Linked DNA regions of Gossypium arboreum: region 2 is linked to region 1. Evidence: chromatin contacts called from public Hi-C data. All regions are on one chromosome and are shown on one strand. Each heading gives the region's core, a stretch centred on a gene start, on an enhancer-like site or on the middle of the called end of the contact. The rest is flanking DNA. Distances are from core to core; before and after follow the strand shown.

Evidence for each region. A called contact is a pair of places that touch in the nucleus more often than the background predicts.
Region 2: a contact with region 1 is called in a Hi-C map of leaf, with 3 times the contacts expected there. The contact joins the promoter of LOC108483757 here to the promoter of LOC108480282 in region 1. A contact is called at or near these places in 2 of 5 Hi-C or Micro-C datasets (both in leaf).

Annotation. Positions count from the first base shown.
Region 1 is chr1:84,080,815-84,086,854 of ASM2569848v2, forward strand. It overlaps LOC108480282 (beta-hexosaminidase 3), which reads right to left and starts at 3,035. Exons shown (of 13, transcript XM_053029189.1): 1 at 2,550-3,035; 2 at 2,226-2,300; 3 at 1,519-1,554; 4 at 1,321-1,432; 5 at 909-979; 6 at 467-777. The coding sequence starts at 2,861.
Region 2 is chr1:84,219,175-84,225,214 of ASM2569848v2, forward strand. LOC108483757 reads left to right here and starts at 2,905. Exons shown (of 11, transcript XM_017787324.2): 1 at 2,905-3,291; 2 at 3,399-3,474; 3 at 3,782-3,878; 4 at 4,346-4,448; 5 at 4,548-4,681; 6 at 5,079-5,256; 7 at 5,519-5,673; 8 at 5,947-6,040. The coding sequence starts at 3,057. It overlaps LOC108482604 (a long non-coding RNA gene), which reads left to right and starts at 666. Exons shown (of 2, transcript XR_001870907.2): 1 at 666-856; 2 at 1,102-1,532.

The sequences.
Region 1 (6,040 bases), core at 1,785-4,284:
TAGTTGGCTATTGCACGCAACTCTCTCATAAAGCTAGTCTTGGTCTTAGAATTTCCTTCAATGTTAAGGTAGCACCACAACTTTTAAATAAAAAGAATTTGAAACTCTTCTTATTTCTTCTAGAGAAGAAATTATGCAATTTAGTTATTGCCAAGGATTCTGTCAATTTGTCCTCTGAAAATTCTTCACTCTTATATTGAGATAATCATTGTTAAATGTACCGGCTTAAAGGTGATTAATTATCAGAAAGCTTAATTTCACTTCTTACAACATTCATGCACTAAATATAAAAATACAATCAGAAATTTCCATCATTACTTTAAGGAGCTATAGCTGCAATTTCCAGATAACCTTTATGACAGGCAAAAAATTAGCATCTTCATCTGTAAAATATCGCTTGTTTGCAAAAGAAAGAATGTTACTAACAACAAAAATCTACTATAAGAATGGAGAAAGCATATGATACCATGAGAGAGCATGTCCTGGAACATCAATTTCAGCCAATACATTTATTCCTCTTTTTTGAGCATAACTGCATATATTAAAAATAAATAGATCAAAAAGAATTGAAGTACTCAAAACAATAATTATCATATGGAAAAAGAAAAGAAAAGAAAAGAAAAGAAAAGAAAGGAGAAAGACATGCCTCACAATATCAGCAGCATCAGCCACTGTATATCGCTCTGAGGGTGAATAAGCACCATCCCACAGTTTAGGATATGATGGTATCTCCAAGGGGAAAGATTGTGTATCAACAATGTGCCAATGCATTACATTCTGTATGAAAGCAAGAAAGAGTTACCACTTATAGGCTAATTATTCTGGTGTTATTAAACAAATCAATCCACAAGGTCAAAACAATGAGGAGAAAAAAAATTATTCCAACTAAAATTTGTCGTAAATCTTACCAACTTTGCATAGGACATAGAATCAATAACCTTCTTAATAACTGGCACAGGTAAATAGTGACGAGACGTATCTACACCAGTTGAATAAAAAAATCTATTATTACTTGGAGACAGAATACAGAAAACAGAGTTAAGATATTATTCTATCATCATATAATTTTCTCCGACCTATGAAGATTTGCAGTTTAACAGCCATTCCACCTTTCATGTTGGTTGCTGAGAATGTAGAACGGCCAAAATGGGCAAGAAAACAATATATTTTGATAATACCTAACAGCTAAAGCAATAGCAAAATGAAGTCCCTAATTTTCGATGCAAGTAAAAGATTCATCACCAGATACTGTATTTTAATTGGAAACCAATACCATTAAAATCACTTTAACATTTCTTAGAAGAAAAGAAAGTATCTCACCAATCAAGAGGCCTCGATAAGAAAATCTTGGCTGATCAATAATAGTCCATGGTGACATGTCAATTTGAAGGACCCTGCTTGTAACGCTAAAATAACATAATTGGCTGAATGTCTGCACCCTTGTACAACAAGCTGTATATTCTAAGAATTTTACGATTTAGAAATAATCTTTGCAACAAAGATTATACTGGTACTAACCTGAAGCCCTTGTAAAGCGCCATAAACTGTCTTTGCCTGCATGAGTTTATTATAAAATTAACAGTTAAAGCCGGAATAAATCTAAGGTCAAAAGTTGACCTTAGATTTATTCAATTATTTTGTATTGTAGTTAAATTTCAAGAATAGACTAATTTTAATGCATATTGTTCAACCTAAGAAGACTCAGAAAACACAATCCTATCCTACCATAAAATATATATATATATATATATAGTACAAATAAAAAGGGTAAACTACAATATTAGTCACTAAACTATGGGTAAATTCTCCTTTTGGTCAGTGAACTAAAAAAATTACAATTTAATCACCAAACTATTTAAAAGTTTTATTAAACTGCTAGATTGTTAAGATTATTAAAATCGATGCTATATGGCTTTCTTTGTTTGTATTGTATGCACTAATCGAAAGATTTCTATCATTTTCTCTTCTACATCATAAATTTACTAATCATCATTCAAACAATTTTCTTTTCCAATCTCCTACGCTGAAAGGAAGTTCTTTTACGTGTTGCTCGTTAGCACAATTAAAAAAAAAAAATACTTGACAAGTAAATTAAATAAAAACTTTTGAATAATTTAATTATTTTAAAAAAAACTTTTTAAATCGTAATATTTTTTTTAGTTGACCAAATCGAAAAGTAGTTGTAATGAAGCATAGAGGAGCGGTAAAGGATTAGTTGTCTGCACCTCTAGATGGGCGTAAGCCGGTTTTTCCGGTGATGGGACTATTAATTTGTACGATTCATCAACGTCGTATTGTAGCTGCAATCAAAATCACATCCAAATCAAACACTCACACAACGTTTCGGTTACTTTTAGCTTCGCTATCAGCTATTTTAGAATGAATTTATAAACAAACAAAAAATATATATATATAGTTCAACCCTCCATATTCTCAGACAACGATGTTTCTTTCTTTTCTTTTTTTTTTTTAATATCTCAATCTCAAATCTTTAATTTTCTATTTTTTTAATTAATAATAATAAAATTAAAGAAGAGTAAGGGAGGAACCTGGCCGTTTGGAGAGGAAATAACGATATGCAGACCCTGGAGCAAAGATGAAGAGTTGAAGGCAGAGAAATTGGCATCAATAACGTGATCCAGTTTGATGAGAGCAAGCATCCGGTCGAATGCGTCTTTGAGTATTTCAGACCCATAGTTAGAGGAGAACCCGAAATCGTTGGTCAAGTAAAGGTGAGTATGGCCGTAACTCACCGACGCCGGCATTGGCCATATCTTCACCTGACTACTCTGGCCACTCGCTAGCACCCCCGCCATTAGCAGCAAAACATAAATCAACATTTCACTCCCCATTTTCCCCATACTTCTCGTCTCCCTAATTTGACACTAAATAAATACTTGTTTCCAAATGCTAAATAGCACTTTATATGCAGACAGCAAAGCTACCTGCTTTTTTTCCTTTTTTTTTATCTTCCACTTCGATATAGGGGTTGGTGATCTTGCAAACAACTTTTATAACCGATAGCTTTCACTCCCTGCCATGCCCGGGAATTAATAAATAAATAAAAGTACTTTTTTACATTAAAAATTATTTTTAAATATTTAATATTTTAAATAGATTAAAATAAAATCTCTATACTCTTCCTTAATTCCGAAATTTGTCATTGTATTTTTATTTTTAAAATTTAAATTTTTTACTTTTAAATTTTAAAATTTAATTTCAATTGTCAATATTAAAATTATTTTATTAAATTCAAATTTATTATGTTATTTTTAGTTATATTATTATTAAGTGTGTATTTTTTATTTGAAAATACCACATCAATAAATTTAAAAAATAATGTTAACAATTGAATCTAAATTTTAAAACTGAAAAATAAAAAGATTAAATTCTTAAAATAAAATACATTAACTAAATTTTAAAATTTTAAAATTAAAAAATTAATAACATATTTTGTCCTTTTAAATAAATTTAGAATTGCATTCCAATAATAGATTAAGATACAACAAAAATATTAATGAAAAACAATTAAAATATGATATTCAGCATAAAAAACAACGGGAAAACAAAATGAATATATAATTAATATAATCAGTTTAAACAAAATGGTCTGATCTAATAAATAAATAATATGAGTGATTTATGAATTATCTTCTTTTTCTTAAAACAAAACTCATTTAAATCCTAATAGTTCTTTTTAAAGAAATTCAATTGGGAATCTTAAATCAAATTAGGATAAGAAATTAAAATGAATCCTTTAAAAATATCATTTAACATTAAATAAAATAATAATTAAATAATATTATATTTTAAACCCTTTCTAATTGGTCGGATCCGGGTCTAAATAATGAAATAAGGAACAAAATTTTACTTAAAATACACAATTATAATATATTTTTAAATTTAATTATTATGAAATTTTATTTAAATAATTTAAAATCAAATATAGTATAAACCATGATCACAAAAACAAATATTTTTCCATTCTAGATGAATGGTTCATTTTCTTTTCATTTATTTATATTAAGAAATAAATCTCAAAATTATATATGGATTTTGATTTAATTTGTAATTTGATATATGAACTTTAATTTAGTGTAATTATATATGTAAAACTTTACTTATGGTTTAAATGTATACATGAGACTTTAATTTTAATTCAATCATACATATTTAAATGAATAAGTATATCAATTTATTTTTATATCGAATAGTATAATTATTTATGTATATAATATATAAATATGAAATGATATTATATTAATAATATGCAATAATTAAATATAATTAAATACAATTAAATTTTTATATATAAAATTACACAAAATTAAAATTTATGTATAAATTTACGCATTAAAACAGATATATCCTTTATATTAATCCAACATTTCTCTCCTCCTATAGGTTAACAATCGGAAAGAAAACTAATAATTATGTGATTATTATCAACATTATCATTATGGGTTTTCTCTTAAAAAAAGAAAACAAGAAGATTCTTTGTTGAGGGTCCCATTAGTCATGGGTCATTCATTAGATTAATGAAGAAATTATTATTAATAACATAAAGTAGGGTTTGTTTACCTAATTTAGTTAGTTAAAATGGTATATTGTTTCCATTTGAGTGTCTTACCTACCTAGCCTTGTATTAGATTCCGATGCTCGTGAGATTGTAAATTGTTAAACACCCCATATTCCCTCTTCTATGCATCTCATCATATCTTTCCAAAAAAAATTTGAAGCATCCATTTTTGTTCTAAATTTAGATGATTTCGATTTTTCTTAATAGCTAATATTTGATGTGGGACATGCTTTCGTGTAATTGGAAAATCACAGCAACTTTTATTATACAGAATGGTATAAATGGGTTTTATATTTTATCAAATGTGGTATTTATATATTTAAAATGTTGATTTCGTTAATTAATATAGTATTTTTATTAATGGTGTTAAAATATGAAATCACTTGATACGTAAAATTAGTTGTTCCCATGTTGGGTTTTAAACTTCTTTTTTTAAGTTACTGCTTGAAAGCCTTGAAATTCCGACATCAATGTGAGAATAATTGTCAAGTTCAAATCTCAAATGGGAACAATTACTGAGTTCAAGGATTAATTTAGGCCCAAAAATATTCAATTCCCAATGTGGGATCAATTGCCTAGTTCAGGCCCCAATGTAAACAATTGTTAAGTTTAAGCCTAACTTACACACACAAAAAAAAGTCCAAACCCCATTGAAAAAAGTTTTCAAATTTAGACCTCAAATAGTGATTTAACACAAAACTTAAAAGTAAGTCTTTACCCTATGTTTGGATTGAATAATAACAAGAGAAAGAAAGGAAAGTAAGGGAAAGCAATACCCTACCCTTTTTTGGATAATTATTTTTTTTAAATAAGGGAAAGTTAAGAGAGTTGAGTTATTTCATTTTTAATTACCGAGTTTTAGAAGAAAAGCTCAGGAAAAAAAGAAGTAAATTATCAAAATAGTCACTTTTGTTTGTCTCAAGTTACATTTTAGTAACTTATATTTGAAATGTTATGTTTTAATCACTTATATTTGAAATGTTACGTTTTAGTCACTTACGTTATCGTGTTGTAACATTTTAGTCACTAAGCCATTAATTATTGTCAATGGTGTAATGGTAAGCTGCATGACAAGTTAAATCAACATTTCAAACGAAAATTTTAGGTTAAATTCTACAATTGGTCCCTATATTTTTTTCATTTTCAACAATTTAATTTTTTTTCTTTTATGTTCTTTTAACTTCTCTTTTTTTTCCATTCTATTCTGCTTCTCCCTCTATTTTCCTCCCTTCTTCATTTCTTTGAGCGTAGTTTTTTTATGTTTTCCATTTGTTACACATAACACATGTTTCATATTCACATTTAATTGCACAATAAGTGCCACAACTATATTCATTGAGCCATCACATATCTGTTCACATATGAATGCATTAAAAATCAAATTATCACATACCACATGCCAATATTCACTTACTTACCTGTCACATTAGCATCACATTTCACATTTCACATTTCATCATA
Region 2 (6,040 bases), core at 1,655-4,154, 140 kb after region 1:
AGAAAATATTTACAAAAATAATGTGAAAACGATAATGTACATAGAACAAAACAAATTTTAACATAGACTATATATATACGAATAACATAAGGGTGATTAAATTAAATATTGCACATAACTTTAAAACAATATGACATAAAAGAATCTTTTAAAATAACAACTATATAATTAAAAAATAGATACCAATAAAATACCAAGTTAAAATGAGGTAAAAATAATTAGAATAACCCAGAATATATATTTAAATAATTTTAAAAGAACGAATATTAAGTAAATTTTAAAAATAAAAAAATAAAAGATTAATCATTGAAATGGAAAAACGAACTTAATTGATATAGAATTGATCTAAAATGGATAAAATAAAACATTACAACAAAACTAAGGGCTAAATCGCAATGCATGCAAATACACAGGGATTGAAAATGCAAATGTTCCAACTCATAAAATACACTGCACAAGCGCAGACTGAATTGAAACATCGCGCAGACTTTAGAGAGAAATTGAAAAAGCATAACAAGTCGAATTGAAGATGGCGCAAACTAGGAAGGACTGGATGCGAAATTTCCCATTTAAAGGGAAAACGTGCAGATCCAACCTTGGACTGGGTCAACGCGCAGGCTACTCCCCCACAATGGTTCTGCTTTTTAAAAAAATTAATTGAAACTTCTATTTTGTTTCTTCTTTTTTAAAACATTAAAACCTTTTAGAAAACCCTAAATTTTTAAAATATCGTTCTCTTCATTTTTTCTAAAAAAAACAGAGAGAAGGCTTTCAAATCTCTTTCCCTTTTCAACCAAAGCCACCTTCATCGGAGATTCGGCACGCCCAAGCTACCAACGACGCAAGCCCGACCCTGGTAAGTCTCCTCTCTCTCTCTCTTGTGTTATTTCTCGCACACAATAAATAAATCCAAGAAATAGTAGAAAAAAAGGGGAAAAAAACTTAAAATCACCTTTAACGAGTATTGTTGCTTTTGATCTCTGTTTGTGCTTGGTTTTGTGTATACTTTTGTATTCAAATCGTAAAAAAAAAGGGTCCCTTTACAATACATTTTCAAAGGCTTTTATAGCCAATTTTACAACCTATTTTACTTCTTTGCAGGTTCATGGGTGTGCACGTCTCTAACGTGGCGTGGTGGAGCGGCGCACGTTGTCGGGAGGTGGCTTTTGGTGCGTGAGGGAGGCGTGCGGCGACTGAGACCTTTAGGTAGATTAGCGTTTTTTCAAAAATGTTAAGGTGTTGGGCTAGAACTTTGGGCTAGGGTTAGGTATTTGGATTGGGTTTCGGGTTTGGGCCTATTGTAATTGGGTTTGAGTGTATTTATTTTTGCTTGTGTGTTTAGTTTTTTTTAATGGTTTGGGCCGGGCAATTTTGGGCCATAATAGAACGCTATCGTGCGTTGAGCAAAATCCTAGACCATCCAACGCATTTGCTCATATGAGTGAGAAGATTTCTTTCTAACCATTAAAAATTATGGTTGTGTTGGTGATGTTTTGGTAACTTTTTATATATGTAATATTTGGATTGTATAATGACATGATAGAACATACATACTATTGTAACTTTTAACATATATATTATGAGATATAAGGTAATGATATCATATAACTTTTTGTTAATGTTTGAATATTATGTTTGGATGTAAAATATAATTCTCAATTTATTTACTTCTTCTAATATTTTGCTTTTTAGTTTAGAAGATAATTAAATTATTTATTTAGTTAATAATATTTTAACACATTAAATATACATTGCGCTTTAAAAATAATAAATTAGTAATTATATTAAGAATGTTATTAAATTATATATTATTTTATTAAATTGTATTTAATAATAATTATGTTAAAATATGATTAAATTATTTATTTTTATTTTATTAAATTATATTTAATAATAATGTTATTAAAATTTAATAACAATAACAATATCAACCTTAAAAATTCTACTAAGGGTACTTTGGTTATTTAAAACTTTTTCCTTATACTATTACAATATTTATTCTATTCAACTAAACACAATAATACTATTAGAGCTTTATTCTATTCCATTAAACCTAATAATTGAATTACTAATTATAATCCTATTCCATTACAACTCTATTGTATTATATCTCTATTTCATCACCGCATTCTTAGTGACTAGACCTGCTCATGGGTTGGGCTACCTGGCCTGGCCCGAAGGCTCGCCCGAAATGTGAGAAGGTTTGGGCAAAAATATAGGCCTAAAAAATGGACTTGGACAAAAAAATGAGGCCTGTTTAAAAAATAGGCCAGGCTTCAAGTAAGGTATTTTTGGTCTAGGCCCGATCCGGCCCGGCCCGAATTCATTAAATGACAAAAAAAATTTTGCTATTCTTTTTTTTTGTTTTTGAATGTTATTTTCTTGTTGTTTTCTCAATATTTTGCTACCATATTACTATTAGTTGCTCCTATTTTGTTGTTATTATTTGGATATTGTATAAAACTTATTTTATTATTAATTTTATTATTATTTTAAAGGAATTTGTTAATTTTATTATTATTTTAGAGGTATTTGCTTGTTAAGTTGTATTTATCTAAGTGTTATTTAAGTCTACATATTTTTTAAAATTTATTTTCAATTTATTGGAAAATATTTATTTTGATTTGTTTTAGTATTTTGATGTATTATATATATTTAAAATTATATAAAATAATATAAAAATAAATACTGGTGACCAGTCGACTTGAGTTTTAGTATTTTTATTTAGGTCTGGTTTGGGTAAAATTTTAAACCCATTTTTAGGCCCAGTTCGACTCGAGCCTAATGAAGGAGCCTAAATTTTTTGTTGAGTCTGGCCCGACCCGGCCAATGATCACTTCTACTGGTGACCAAATTTGGTGTGTTAGTTTTTTTTTTTATTTTTTTATTTAAAAAAAAAAGAGACCAATCACGACGCTCAATGGCCAGAAAAAAGGAAATGAAAAGTTAGTGATGAGAGATAGAAGCATTAGCAGTTATTTAGAACCTAAAACACTACCAGATGTATTAAGCAGAGACAACCAAAAGGAAAAAAAAGAAAAGCAAAAAACAGAGATATGTTGGGGACAGCCGCTTCTGCAGCCACCATCCCTACCACTACTGCTCACGCCGCCAACAACATACGCCGCACCTTTCACACTAATCCTTTTAATTCTCTCTCTTCTTCTCATCACTCTATTCTCTGCGCTCGCTTTCGTTGCCTCTCTCTACGCTCTTTCACCGCTGTTTCCAACAAAGCCATGTCTCACCCTCAAACCCTCGATGCTCCTCACCCTCAATCCTCTGCCGCTGGTAATGTTATTTCCCTATTCTAATACTTTATTCACAATGATCGTCTCTTTTTCCTGGAAATACAAACCAATAAGATGCATTTTGATTGCTTTTCTGTTCTCTATCAGGCAATAAGCAAGCACTAATATCTTTGTCTGACAAGAAAGACCTGGCTTTGCTTGGCAATGGCCTTCATGAACTGGGGTAAATTAAATGACACCCTCTTTTACTTTGGAGGTTTTCATATTTTATTTCACCTTTTATTATGGACTTGTCTTGCTTGTTCTTCTTCTTCTTCTTTATAAACAAAAAATAATAATAATAACCGTTAACATTGACTGTTGAAGAGTACTAGAGGAATGATTGGTGAACAAACTAACATAAGTATGGCATCATTCACGTATTCAATTCTTTTTTTTTTCTTTGGAGTTGGTAGGGTCTATGTTATCAAAATGTAAAGCAGCTGTTTGGAAGCCTATTTGGTTTAAACTTGCTTCTTTGGAAACTATAGGTATACTATTGTTTCAACTGGAGGAACTGCATCTGCCTTAGAAAATGCTGGTGTATCTGTAACGAAAGTGGAGCAACTTACTTGTTTCCCCGAAATGGTGGTAAAATCTTTTCTTTGCTTTTTAAATGCATTCTTACTGATAATTTAAGGGGATAATCTTTTGCAGCTTGAGCTTTATTTTTACTACTATAGTAATAATTTTGATAGGAAAATGAGGTGTTTTTGGACTGATTTTCAGCTTCAGGGGCTCAGGGTCCGGTACCTTTGCAACGGTATCACACTCCAACTTGGCAGAATGCCAAAATCTATAGAACAGGGACCTAGGTACTGATATATAGGCCCCTGGACAAGGCCACTGCACTGTGTTGGCCGTTTTGAGCCCTCCAAGGCTCAAACTTGACCCCGGCACCTCCTATCACCTGAAAAATGTGACATTGAAGTCAAAGCTTACTTATCATGGTTTTTATTAATTGTTGGTCACTACTAATGATATGATGCTAATCTGTTATGCCGTCAGCTTTAAAATTCATTGAGTTTGGAGATTGACTTAGCTGTCTTTTACAGCTTGACGGTCGTGTGAAAACACTACATCCCAACATACATGGTGGTATTCTTGCTAGAAGAGACCAAAAACATCATATGGAAGCTCTTAATAAGCATGGCATTGGTGAGTTCTAATGTCTTTATCCCTGAGGGCTTTTTTCCAGGTATTTTGTAAGACTTCTCTATTTTTTTTTTTCTTTTAGCTAAAGTTGTTTCTATTCAGGTACATTTGATGTGGTGGTTGTGAACTTGTACCCCTTTTATGATAAAGTTACTTCTACGGGAGGAATCGCATTTGACGATGGCATCGAGAATATTGATATTGGTGGCCCTGCAATGATTAGAGCTGCGGCAAAGGTAATTGTTGATGAGTTAGCTGTGAAATCCTATTTGATTAGTGTATTCATTGACCCAAGTTGTATATTGGTTGGAATCATTGTTCTGTGGCTTTGCGTTCTAATAGATAATCTTAAATGCAAGCATGTTTAAAATAAAAAATATCAACACAAAACAAAAAACAAAGCCATATAGGTAACTAAACCACATTGGTAATAAATGGCATTTTCAATTTGTTGATTTTGGGGCTATAAGAGTAGGTTTGGTTATAGTCTTGAATCAGTACTAGCTTCTGGTCATCTGATCCATAAGTGCAGACTAGAGGTAGAGGAATTAATCATTCCTTAACGTACAAGTTAAATAGGCCATTCTTTGTTTTAATCGTTTTCTATTGCAAAATGACACATCATTTAAACAGAATCACAAGGATGTCTTGGTTGTTGTTGACTCACAAGACTATCCTGCACTCCTTGAATTCCTTAAAGGCAGTCAGGATGATCAACAGTTCCGGAGAAAGCTTGCTTGGAAGGCTTTTGAGCATGTTGCTTCTTATGATTCTGCAGTTTCAGAGTGGCTCTGGAAGCAGACTGTGGGAGGTATGCGCCTATGTATTAAGTTGAATCTGATCATTGTAGTTGAAATGGTCTCTAGTCATTTAATGATGTTTGGATGAAAAGAAAGATACGTACTTTCCATTCCATAAGCTGAGGCCTCACCTAACAAAATATACTTGTTACATAAAAGGAAAATGCTTTTCTTCAAAACAATCATTGCAACATACTCATTAAACTTTTCTATCAAGTGCTACCTACAGTTGTTACAAATTTAGATTGACAGAATTCTTTTATCTGTTGGAAGATAAATTCCCTCCCAGCTTGACGGTGCCATTATCCCTCAAAAGTTCACTTCGCTATGGTGAAAATCCTCATCAGAAGGCTGCATTTTATGTTGACAAGAGTCTGTCTGAGGTCAATGCTGGTGGTATTGCAACTGCTATTCAACACCATGGGAAGGTGATTGATTTAGTTTATAATTTTTGGATTTGAGACTTTGTCAGTCACATCATACCTTTTCCTCTTCAATTAGTTTCTATCATGCAAATGCAGACAGAATTTTATTGTTGCAGATTTTGAAGGGTGGCTGGTTTTGTTGCTGTTCCTTTTACTATGGTGGTTGAGGACATAAAATCCTTAACAAATTGAAATACTATGATTCTATTTTTTGTCCAATTTAGTTATCAGCTGTGTTATTCCATGGCATAAACTTAGTTATTTAACTTGGTGCAGGAAATGTCATATAATAACTATTTAGATGCCGATGCTGCTTGGAATTGTGTCTCTGAGTTTAGGAACCCTACATGTGTGGTTGTAAAGCACACAA